Regions from separate parts of the Bombyx mori genome. Here region 1 is linked to region 2. The links are chromatin contacts, called in public Hi-C maps. All regions are on one chromosome and are shown on one strand. Each heading gives the region's core, a stretch centred on a gene start, on an enhancer-like site or on the middle of the called end of the contact. The rest is flanking DNA. Distances are from core to core; before and after follow the strand shown.

What was found. A called contact is a pair of places that touch in the nucleus more often than the background predicts.
Region 1: a contact with region 2 is called in a Hi-C map of middle silk gland, with 2.0 times the contacts expected there. The contact joins two enhancer-like sites. A contact is called at or near these places in 3 of 7 Hi-C or Micro-C datasets (middle silk gland, posterior silk gland and an unstated tissue).

Annotation. Positions count from the first base shown.
Region 1 is chr6:9,295,233-9,301,715 of ASM3026992v2, forward strand. The region is part of intron 2 of LOC101736543 (protein held out wings); the gene reads left to right. Among protein-coding and RNA genes, the nearest start is that of LOC134199082, 6.7 kb to the left of the region's middle. Within about 2 kb of position 1,364, at least 4 of the 8 cell types and tissues checked have open chromatin away from gene starts, as enhancers often do.
Region 2 is chr6:9,252,189-9,258,424 of ASM3026992v2, forward strand. It overlaps LOC101736332 (non-structural maintenance of chromosomes element 1 homolog), which reads left to right. Exons shown (of 8, transcript XR_009973393.1): 7 at 3,714-3,771. The region is part of intron 1 of LOC101736543 (protein held out wings); the gene reads left to right. Among protein-coding and RNA genes, the nearest start is that of LOC101736543, 11 kb to the left of the region's middle. Within about 2 kb of position 1,718, at least 6 of the 8 cell types and tissues checked have open chromatin away from gene starts, as enhancers often do.

The sequences.
Region 1 (6,483 bases), core at 114-2,613, 43 kb after region 2:
CGGCTAAGTTGTTTACTCCAGAGTCGTACCTCCAATTACGGGGAAACGTTATTAAATCCTGCCTTACTAGTGAGAACCGTTAGCTCGGCTTTTTACAGTCCACCAGGTACCATTTGACGCATGCTCTGACTGAAGGCTCGGGTTCATTATCTATCGACTCAGAGACGCCGACTGACGGAACTAGTGATGACCATGTTTAGTTATCTTAAGCGAGCCCCTCCTCATCTACTTTACTCAAATATTAATTACACTGTAATTCATCATATGGTAAAACATTTTCGGTTCACCTTCAAACAAAAGTATGGAATTTTTCATTGCATTTGTACTAACGAACCATTAGTTGGAAACAAAAATTATTGTTATCTATAGTGCGAACCCGATCTACATTTTGTTTGTCCGAACATTTTAACTTGCTTTACTGAAAACATGTCTGGAGCGAGCCGTATGTGCTTTATCTATCATTCACGAGTGCAAACATCAGTAAAAGCCAGCGAATGTGTTTCATGAAGATAAAACAATCAATGTTAGTGTACCGTAACTAAATTTGTTTAGTTTACCGTTTGACTAGCGTTTTAGGACGATTGAAATTCTTCAAGAAGTAACTTTGTGTTTTTCGTTTATTTTGTATTTGTGTTAACGGCTGAGGCTAATGCCTTGTAAATATAACAACGAACAAAAATGCTCGTTAAATATCGGATGAGGTAGTCACAGAGAAATCCAAAATTACGATACATTTATCTTTGGCGGAAGCATCAAAGACTACGACAGTAGACATAAAATAAAAATAACGTAAGGTTTTTTTCTTGAATTACAAGTACATGATGCCCGTGTGATATATTGTCATATTTGATAAACAAAAAATGAATAAATAATGCTCGTGCTGTTGCCGTTTTAAATTGATACTAATATTCCTCATTAAGACCGATTAAAACTGTTTGATGTTTCAAGTAATGTCATTAGATTACATTTTTTTCGATTTTGATTGCATTAACTACATACGTTACTTCAAAAGCAAGCGTAGGCGCGTCGCTAATTTCCGTCCCATTTATCTCGCATGCCGTGTAAATCTGGACAAATGAAGAATGGATTCAATGAACTCTCCCAGCATCGATTTTCTATTTTGATCCATTATTTTTATTCGAGAATGTGTTCGAATTCATATTGATCATTTTGAATGGCGCTTGTCGTCCATGGAATGATTAACATGCCGCGAGCATATTAAATGCATGCTTGTATAATGATAATAAATAGCTTGCACCGGTCCACCGACGGCAATGAGGTTGATTGGATTGGATGTGCTTCAACGCGGGGTCAGAGTTCACGAGCCATAACGGCTACCTCACAACGAGCGCTGCTTGTGCTGCATCAAAATATCTTATCTTGCTCTTAAAACACAAGTCTATTAATAACGGGCGATAGCGTCGGGCAACTACTGAGGCCTTATTCATGCTTTATTTCCCAATCAACTTAAATACACTTGAAAAGAATGCCTGCGCTTTGTTCTAAAAAAATTAAGGCGTATATTCTTAACATTAGGTTTTCTGGTAAGATTTAAATGATTGCAGACTAAAGATAGCCATTGTCTATTCGTCGTTTTTTCCCCCCTACCTATGCTGATAGCCTTGAGAGGCTATATCAGCTTCGCTCTAACGTGTAGGTGAGCTTACGGGGCTCAAACCGGAGTGTTGCTAACACTGGCTCTAGCAAGAACAGTGCTTCGCAGAATTTACCACCGGATCGGAAACCGACCCACTGAGAAGACCCGGCGAGAAACTCAATGGGTTGTGTCTCTGGGCTTAAAAATTTAAGTCGTATATTCTTAACATAAGTCTGAAAGTAGCACCTGTGACAGAGAATCTGAGAAGTGCGCGTTTGGGATGGTATGGACATGTGATGAGACGAGATGAAAATGAAGTTGGTAAGAAAATGTTAACTATGAATGTGGAAGGATACAGAGGAAGAGATAGACCTAAGAAGAAATGGATGGATTGCGTGAAAGACGATATGGGTAAGATGGGGAGTGAGCGAAGAAATGGTATATGATAGAAGAATATGGAAGGAGAAAACATGTTGCGACCCCAGGGAGAAAGGCCAGAATAATGATGATGATTCTTAACATTAGATTTTCCGGTAAGATTTAAATGATTGTAGACTAAAGATAGCCGTTGTCTATTCGTCGGATAGTTAGTTGCATTTGTACCGCAATGCATCGAGAGCTGTAATGAGCCCGATCGGATTGGTTGTGCTCCGTCGGCCGGGTCACGGGTCGAGAGATTTAAACTCTATCTCGTCTAATGCATTCATTAACCATATTGTGTTGCATTTGGGTCTTTTTTTTCTAATATCTAATTTTTATAATTTTTATATCGCCGTAACTAGAACACATTTTACTACAAAGTTAAATAATAATAAAAATTGTCACGTGTTCTTAATTTTAAACAGTACCTATCTGATTCTGTTATGAAAATCATTGAACTATTGTAATAAAACCAATAATTTATTTCATATAATTAAGTGATGATTTATTATACCCGGGATCATTAAATAACATTTAGAAGTCAAGCAATTTTAGAAGTAATAATGTTACGAAAATTTATATTGTATCGTTCGTTCTCTTTGGCACATCTGGGTAACGCTAATTATTCATAAATAAATTTTAGCGTATGCTACGAAATCACAGCCAACTTCTAAGAAAACTATATATTACTATTTGTAAATTCTAAATACGCCATCATATTGGGTTAGAAGTTCAAAATAATTGAATGCGCATTTACATTGGTTCGTGACTATTTTCATTGGTGAACCTTGGTAAATCATTAAAGTGTAAAATTTATTGTGAATTTCGTTATTTGTTGTAACAATGAATTATGAAAATGTGTAACGCTTTAAAATTTTGTATTCTAAATTCAATTTGTTGTTTTGGTTCGATAGTAGATTTATTATTCCAAATATTTTATTTGATTGATGATTTAAGAACTTTATGAACGAATTTATTTTTGTTTCCGAACACTATACTCCAGAACATAATATATTGGCGTATAGTTTTAATGTATTAAAATAGAAATCAAATATGAAACGGCGATTATTTTCGGAAAAATATGAATAACAGTTGATTTTTTTGACTACTGATTTTTTTTATTGCTTAGATGGGTAGACGAGCTCACAGCCTACTTGGGCGTAAGTGGTTACAGGAGCCCATAGACATCTACAACGTAAATGCGCCACCCACCTTAAGATATAAGTTCTAAGGTCTCAAGTATAGTTACAACGGCTGCGTCCCTTCAAATCGAAACGCATTACTGCTTTACGGCAGAAATAGGCAGGATGGTGGTACCTACCCGCCCGGGCTCACAAGAGGTCCTACCACCAGTAATAACTACAATAGAACAATTATTTATGAAAAAAATAAATCTAATAAATTAAACGGATAACTGATAAATCAAAGTGCATGGACCTAACGCTTCTCAGAACAAATAACTCCAAAGCCCTAAGGCCCCATACACAGATAGTTACAGGGAATCGTGACCAATCATCTACGACAATAATAATTGCACTAGAATTAAACGATAAACCGACTGCAATATGGGAACTGTTTTAGTCCACCTGCAGTCGTCTCATATTGCGTTTAACAACCGACAATTGCTGACAAAGGATTTCTGATCGCTATTGTTTTACTATGTGGAATTGTTACTTAGTAGAAACAACGTTGGATTTAAATTGTATGGATATGATCGTAATCCGTACCTTTCCTCTGTTTCATATCTTAAACCTTATCAGGACAAGAAAACCATTCTTATTTTGATATCAGTATAGTATGAAACAAAGTCGCTTTCTCTGTCCCTATATCTGTCTGTCCCTATGTATGCTTAAATCTTTAAAACTACGCAACGGATTTTGATGCGGTTTTAATAGATAGAGTGATTGAAGAGGAAGGTTTATATGTATAATAACATCCATTAAATAGTGGAGAAATCAATAATAAATTACAGTTTCCGAAGCGAAGCGAGGGCGGGTCGCTAGTATCAGTATAAAATGTATATTTGTTTTGTTGTAGGAATAACTCAGGATACCCTCTTTTTTCATGTAATGTTTGCTAATTTCCACTAATCAAAACCAAGAACTAAAACCTACAGTAACAAAAAAAACAAGCTTGTTTAACAAAGTTTTAAATAAATTTAGATGTATTTTAATGACTTGCAGACAGATTGTATCATTCCTATTTGGGAGTATAAAAATGCTCTGACTAATTTTTGTTAGTAAGTACACAATAATTTAGTTTCATGATTGTGCAGAAATAATATGAAGTTGAATGCGAATTTAAATATTATGTCATTAATTGCTATTTTGTTTTTATTAAAAATGCACAATTCCTTTGAGCTGTCTTTTTTATGAAACAATGCAAGATTGTGTAGGTGTAATCTATGCGAGGACTGAATTAGTCTACATCATAGTAGTCCGTATGATTGGCGTTATCACATCCACCCACAGGGACCTATAAAACTAACAACTCAAGTCTCATTGGACTTGACAGTTTGCCGTCGTGAACGGCAAATGCATAAGTCATTTTAGAAACATTCGTGTTTTCTCTTGTTTTAAAGATTCTATAATTCCTTCAGTTGCTAACACTGATTTAGCCACGATGTAAGTCAAAATTGAACGATCCTTTTGTATAAATAATTATCAAACTAGACTCGATTCGCTGTTTGGCTTTGATTCGGTCAGTACCGAAATTGACTGGCTCCCCCCTTAGACTAATATAAAGATTTCCTGATTTCATCGAATTCGGCCCAAACGCTTCGGTGTCAATAGGGAACATACATCGATTTATCTATATATCGATTTATGTATAAACTAGTTAAGCCCCGCTGTTCTGAACTGTGACAATCACTAAATGAATCCAATTCTTCAAAATATTCTAGCGTGCCTTGCAATGCATTAATTACCATTAAGGGTTTTATGCGACGAAAAATTCATTGAACTCAGTACAGCAACATAATTGCACTAAGCACCCACTGAAAAGAAATCTTATACATAAACATAGCTATTAATTGCAACGAGGTTCCATCCGCTTTCAACTTTGAATAAAATGAATGGGCGTACTTTAAATAAATGTACTTGTAATACGAGCTCATCCAATATTGTTTGCTACCGGTTATGAAAGATAGTGGCTTTATTTTTAAATAGTCAAGGGATGTTACCTAACAGGCTCGCGTCATCTTACACAGATCCCGTACACAAATATAGAGGCATTATAAATACTTGGAAATAAGTGTATATAACGTGAAATACGCATTTTTTACTAGAGTTATTGCTTAACAATTGACTAGTTGCTTCAGTTCCAAATGATAATAATTAAAAATGTTATTATTAGATAATTAGAAAATTAATTAATAGTAAGTAATGTACTAGCTACTTTTTTCTTGCAATATTCAGTTTTTTTTTTGTTTTTTTTTTTCATAGATTGTCTTATCTTACTGCAATGAAAAAGTATTTGGGTGCAGTAATGAAACTAAATATTTCATCCACCTGTTTCTTTTTCGGTTTTTTTATTGTTATTGTATTCAAGGCTTCTGATGTTTAGAGCAACGTACACTTGAGTACATAATTTGTGTTTGCATCAACGCGTGGATTAAAATCCGATAGTAAGACGCCTTTGTAATTGTAGACGTTTCCACGTCTCATCTGATGCTATGTAAGCGAATTCGAGAGGCCTTAGGTATCACTATGTAAATACCACATGCTATCTTGATACGTGAGGTCGAAACCCAAGTCGCATTGTACGCAGGACAGTTGCAGAAGTATCCAGTATTGTGGTACCTGCGCATGCGACCAGACAGCTCCCTCCACTAATTACGCAAATTCACGGTTTTGATTTTTATTACACGATGCTATGCCTTCGTTGTGCTTTCAAATCAAATAAAAATTTTTTTATTCAACATAAATGAAAGTACATACTCTTTGAACGTTAAAAGAACTACCGCCAATTCACAAAAACTAGCCTCCGTCCTGAGAAGCATTGGCAAGAATCTCAGCGTGCATGTCTTTTTTTTTAATATTAGATTTTTTTTAAATAAGTATTCATATTTACAATGAGTATTATAACGTAACAATTATTACAATATTGAAATGCCCGGAGCAACTCATTCCCACTTCGTGCAATCTTCTACCTATAGATATTTATTGACTTTATAGTAAGCTTTATTGCACAGATGAGTCGTCTATTATCAAAGGTGGCAATCTGTGCATTTGGACAAATTTTTTTTATTGATATGTCAATACCATTGAAGTAGGAAACCTATGGAAATGAAACGTCAACAAAAAATTCGTGCCACTGTGACGTCATCTGGCCACAAAACATGGCGGCTTTAGTGCTGCCCAGAAGATTTTAATGTTAGTAGGTTTTATCGATAAACGTTCTTGGCTTATTTTATTTTAAATATTGTTGAGTATGAATGTATTTGTAGAAATTATACTTTAATAGGA
Region 2 (6,236 bases), core at 468-2,967:
ATGTATACTTATATATAATCTGAATCTAGGAAACGACTCCAACGATTTTCATAAAATTTAGTAAACAGGGTATTTCGGGGGCGATAAATCGATCTAGCTACGTTATTTTCAGAAAATGTTGTTTTATTCGTGTTTTCAATAATCAACTCTTCCAGACATCTATTGGCGAATAATAATAATATTTGTCTTGATTGAGGGCAACTAACCGCTTTAAAGACACACCAAGATGGCGTTATCAAAAAAAAAACGAACTAAGCTCGGTCATCATCTAGTTATTATTATTCGTTGAAAACGAACGAACATTTTTCGGATGTAATAAATATCGATTATAATTAAATTCAATTTGAAAGCAATAGATAGATTAGTTTTCGAATTTAAAAAAAAATCGCATGTACGAACTATGTTTTATTATTAACTTCACTATAGCTAGGTGCGATAACGTTGGCTGGCCTTCACGCACTAATCGCGATGCAGTCGGGTGTACGTTGTCTGACCTGTTATTTAATATTTACACTGGCGATAGGCGATAGCTACCAATAATGACTAGTTATTAACTATTAACTTTTATAGCTTTACGTTTATAAATTATTGTAGTTAAGCTAACTGATAATCTGGATATAATTTTTATGAAATGCTACTTTTTAGATGATCGGTTTTACGATTTGAAAATATTGAAAAACATGTAATATTTTTTGACTATAAAACAAATTGACTATAAGAAATACGCTCTGAGAAGTGAAAACAGAAATACGCCGTTTAAATGTGGACAACTTAACGATTTATACCAAACTGGGCCAGTCTAGCTTTTCAACTTTCTCCAGAAGCTAGTAGGTGGCGACACCGAACCACATTTGCGCACTTACCTTGTGATAGCGTGGTACATCACCATTTCAGTTTTTCTTTGCCAGCAGAGAGAATAGAGGCGCGAGTATATTTCGGCAGCGTCTATGTAAATTTGTTCAACAAACTTAGGAATAGTTATGACATCAACCTCGAATATGGCCATGTTTTTTTTCACGTGTGCTCCCGAGATTCGCTTTCTATAATCGATAGGTAAGGCGTTACTAACAAACAAGACAAACATGTCGAAAGTGCCGCTGTTGCGCCATGTGTGTGGGATGCACGGGCGCCAGTCGGCCGTCGGATCTAGTGTGTGCAGACGGCTTAAAGGGTCCCATTCATTTCGCATTAAGCAATTTGGTGAACGCACAAAGTTTACCGGTTCATTCATGCTCTTGTGTAATGGCTCTTTGTATCAACATAGCGAGAGTCCGTTTTAATTTTATTGCATTAGTTTTCCATGTTTCCGCTAAATGTAAACACGATTCGAACACTTAATATTTTTTAAATATTTTTAATATTAAAATAAACAAGAGATTTTGAAGGGATTTTTATACAAAAATAAACTTGAACGTCATTAGGAAACTATTGAGTTGAATCAGTGTAGGAAACATTCAAATTAGATCTCTGAATTAATATAAAACTTGATTGGTCTGCGAGGAAGTGTTGATATTTATGTGAAATGATTTAATGTCCTGGTCTAGATATTCGTATAAGATCTTAATAAAAAGGTCACGCCAACGTGAGTCATTGGCGCAAACTCGTCTGCACATGTCTTTAGCATCGTATGTTCATAGATTAATATTATCATCTCACTCGTTCCTGTCTACCTCACGATAGTTTTGTCACTCTCTAATTCTTTTAACACAACTACACGGTTCGCCTACGCAACATCATCTGTTAATTTAATTACTCGCAGTGTACATCGTCCATTTGATGAGCTCTCAATTTTTGTGAAAACAGTTTTTTTCTTCTTTTTTTTTTCAAACAGATACCGGTCATTAAGCGCTACAGGAATTGTTATATATAATGTTTTACTGCTGTCACTATGAAGTCCACATTGAGAAGGATGTTGAATCATTTGATACTGAATAGAAATTCTTTTGTACAGTAATGAAATATTAAAAAAAGAACTGCAAACGATGCGTTTTTTTAAGATATGCAACGGCGTGGCTCTGGCTTTATTGTTGATGTTCCATGCGAGACAGTTGTTGTCACTTTCCATGAGATGGGTTGGTTGCTCGATTCGCTGTTGAGGTCATACATGGACTAATTTAATTTAATCACCGTTTGTTCTTGGAACAAAGACAAGCTAATAACAAAATTTATATGCAGACTCGTTTTTGAAAATGCCAATAAATTAAATCAGTTTCTATTCAACTTGGACAGAATTCTTAATGAATTAATAGCTTTCGAAACTATTTCTAATAGATTTGGCTAGAATAATGCCAACTTCATAAATTTCCTTTTTTTTGTCCTCAAAATTGTGAGAACGCAAAAATATAATCTCAATAATTATCATGTTTATTGATGAGATAAGTGGATCTAAGGTCTATAAGCTGATCCTCATTTATTTTCATATTTTTTACTTCTACGTAACTTGATTATTGCATTATTACAAACATTGTTTTTTATTACCCAAGTTGAGTGCATATTTGCAAACTTAGACAATCATATTGTTGTATTAAGTATAATAAAATACAAAAAAAAAATGTTTTACAACATGGCTGTCATATCAATAAAATATTAACAGCGTACGTGAACTAAATTCACATTTAATTTGGATTCAGGCCAATGAATAATATAATTAGGACGTTTAGCTAAGAAAATTTCCTAACAACATGTAAACTCTGCTGGCACTATAGCGGGCATGATCATAGCTGACACTATTATTACTCATTTTAAATTAAATATACAAATGCAAAAGTAATATAAGTATTCCCTTTGAAACAAACTTTTGATGATTGTTCACAAAATTAATGTCCGCGAATCATTGACTGCTTTACATGTCAATGTCGTTATGACATTATTATCTCATACGGCTTTCAAAGCAATTAATCACAGAGCGATTGTGACTTAAATTCTGATTTCAGTGATAGAAAAAAATCTACACCCACGCCACTTAAAAATACAAAAAATCGTCATACTTAAATTTACCGGTTTTTTGTCCGCCTGAAGTGTTTTGTGAACGAAAACAAATTATTGCCCAGGAAAGCGACCCACATGATTAACAATCGAAATGCTTACAAAAGCAGACTTTAAATTATTGGATTCATAACGTGTATTTTAATATTTTCCAATAACAAGCCTATAACTGTTGTTCGTTCTTAACCCGCATACGTTGTTATTGATCTCGCCTGCATTTCCCATTTAAAAAAAAAATGTTTATTACCTACTGCTACAAAGTCTTCAGACACTTGCCAACAAATATGAGTGTTCGAATCAAATTCCGCAATGCCAAATTTCATTCGATTGCATGTCTGGAAATAGGTTTGTTACGATTATAAATACGCGTTCAGCAAAAATGTTACATCGACCGTTCACCGGAACACTGTAACGACTCAAACAGACTTCTCTACTATACGTCTAAAAAATACTGAAGCTACAATAAATTTACAAACCATAAGGAACCTTCTCGCTAAGCTTTAAGATTGAATTTTACTCGTTAATTTTCATCAAATAAGACTTATTACAAATTAATTGGATATTTTTAATGACACGGCGGAGGGTATTTATAAAACATCTGGATGCGAGAGGCCCACGGATATGGTACTTAGATGTACATTTTAACCTGATTTGAGCTATAAGGTAAATGAATCTAGGACACATTTTATGGAATTGGTTTTTGTTCATTAATTTGTTTCGTTTTTCAGGTAAGCTATACATGACACCGTGTTGGTGATAATGAAGGTTTAACATCAACCGTTTTGAGTAAGCAATTGTATTTTTACCTTAATTTATAATTAAATAAATAGATAGTGCATTTATTTTTTTAATTAAATTGGCTGATACGCTCTTCCGGGTCTGATGAAGAAACGGTTTACCGGATTACAGGTGCCCATAGACATCTTCGGTTTTTGAACAAGAACGCGATAATGGTGTTCATTAAGAATGCGTTGACTGGTACTTACTTCCTACTAGTTGAAACCTCTGTGCTTATCTACACCGCGTTTTCAAATATAAATTTTACCACGTATCCGGCTCTAGAATGAACTGAACTCCATATTCTTCATAGTGGTTCCAGAGGGTTATGACAGGTCCTTATTCAAACAAGATTGAAGGTAACCACTGTGGCCCTGGGATTACTAGTGTCTATAAACGATGATTACCACTCCATGAGGTGGGCCGTTGACCGGCCAAGGCAAAACCCAAGACGTATTAAATTGTGCCAAATCTATAATTTATAAACGTAAATAGGCATATAAATACAAAACATTTCGGTATCCTGTTTTTCTCTATTTTCCACCGACTTTATATTTTGTTTACTTATTACTTGTTAACAAAGTTTAGTATTATGAAAAAGTAAACAAATCGAATGTGTACAAGATAAATGGGAAAACAACAAAATAGGTAAAGTAATAAATACAAAAAATGAATGCTTATTATACGTCAGTGATTGTGGTGGAATTTCAATTATTAGGCGAACACTAGTAATATTTTTAACTAGCACTTATTGATAAAGATCATAACATTAAATTCGCAAACAAGGAACGTTATATATTTTGTTTATTTTTTGGTTCCTTCAAAAGTACAGTTTTAAAATAGCTATATCCAACTTTTTTTAATTAACTGTACGGAACAGAAATAAAGTTGACAAGAGTGCGCTCATTAAACAACAATGCAGGGTGGGGTTGCGTGCCTAATAAAAATTACAAGATATCCAAAATGGGTGTGCCTAATGGACCCGTATACTCCGACTTTCGACTATGTGTAATCGTTTTGATCCGGACAAAGAATGTCGGCCATCTCCAATTAAAGCTGTAATTGATTGTAGTATGTATTAGCGAACTATAACATCGTCGTAAAATGTCTTTGCTTTATCGAACAACTGCACAGTGGAATTTTCCATCTAATTAAATTAAACTAAACGACTTTATGTAAACCGTTATCCTGTTAGACCTTAAATTTGAAGCGTTTCACAAATGTAGTCTTCCAAAATTATAGATACGAACCCAACTAGTATTAAATAGCGACTGTCACATATTTACTGATACTTATATGAGAATATGAAATGATCGCTCTGGCTCTGATGATGTGTGGCATGAATGGATGTTGGCGAGGCCGATGTTGGCAAAGTTTTAGGCCGAATCAATGACGCGAGGTTCCGCCAAGCTTCCGCCGGCGCCGCGCCTCTCCCGTCGCGCGTAAACAATAAAGTCGTTTATCTAGCCCCCCTCAAATAAATATATTAGAAGGGAACAAGGCCTTTATAGTACTCTGTACTCGATGTTAAACATAACGTAAGCTCGGCACCTACCTACAAGCGATGCTGTGCAGCGAGAAAACAAATTGAACAATGATTCATAATTGAATCATAAGGATGAAGCGTTACAAATGTTGCAAGAAGTATACGAATTTCGATAAATGTTGGCAAATTGCACGTTAGAAACGACCCGTTTGTCTAGCATTTCATGTTGGGTAAGCGATCCCGATTTATACTGGAACTGTGACGGTAGTTGAATAATTTTGTAGATGCAGCGTAATTATTTCAACCTTAAATAGTTTTCTCTTGCAGAGATCGCGTTTCAAATTACGCAACGAGAATGCGTCGGCGCAGATTTCGTCACCACGGAAAGCGCGCTGGCCCATTAAATTGTTTTATTATGAACTCGACGCCATCTTGTGTATTTTTGGCTGAAGTTTAAGTGTTTATCTGGTTGGGACTCTGTCCAAAGAGTAATTAGTTAGTGTGATTTTATTTTCGATGTCCTCGGGTGGTGAAAACAAACAACGACCGGTCGGCCTTTATGATGAAAAGCTAAGACCGTTTTTATTTTAAGTTCGTCAGTAAACGAATGTATTCATTTAAAATACATACTGCACTTAATTTAAACCGTATTCGTAAATTCTAAAGCAGCCCTGAAATTGACGTATGCTATCCAAATGCCAGATTACCTCCATAGCGTTCCTATAGGTGAAAAGTTGAATGACCGGAACACCTCTGTCATCCTGCATCTCGTGCTCTCGCAACTCTATCCGTTTCTCGCATCACTTGCTTCATTTTTCACAATCGTAGTCGTTGTTGCTATTGCTATTTTTAATTCCGGCTAAAACATTATGAATGAGTCGCCACAAAATGACGCTGGACTATGTTACGCTGTCGCTTGAAATAAAATGTCGTTGCGCTACGAGGACGATCGTGTTTGAAAGTTAATGAGAATCGAACGGTCGAGCTT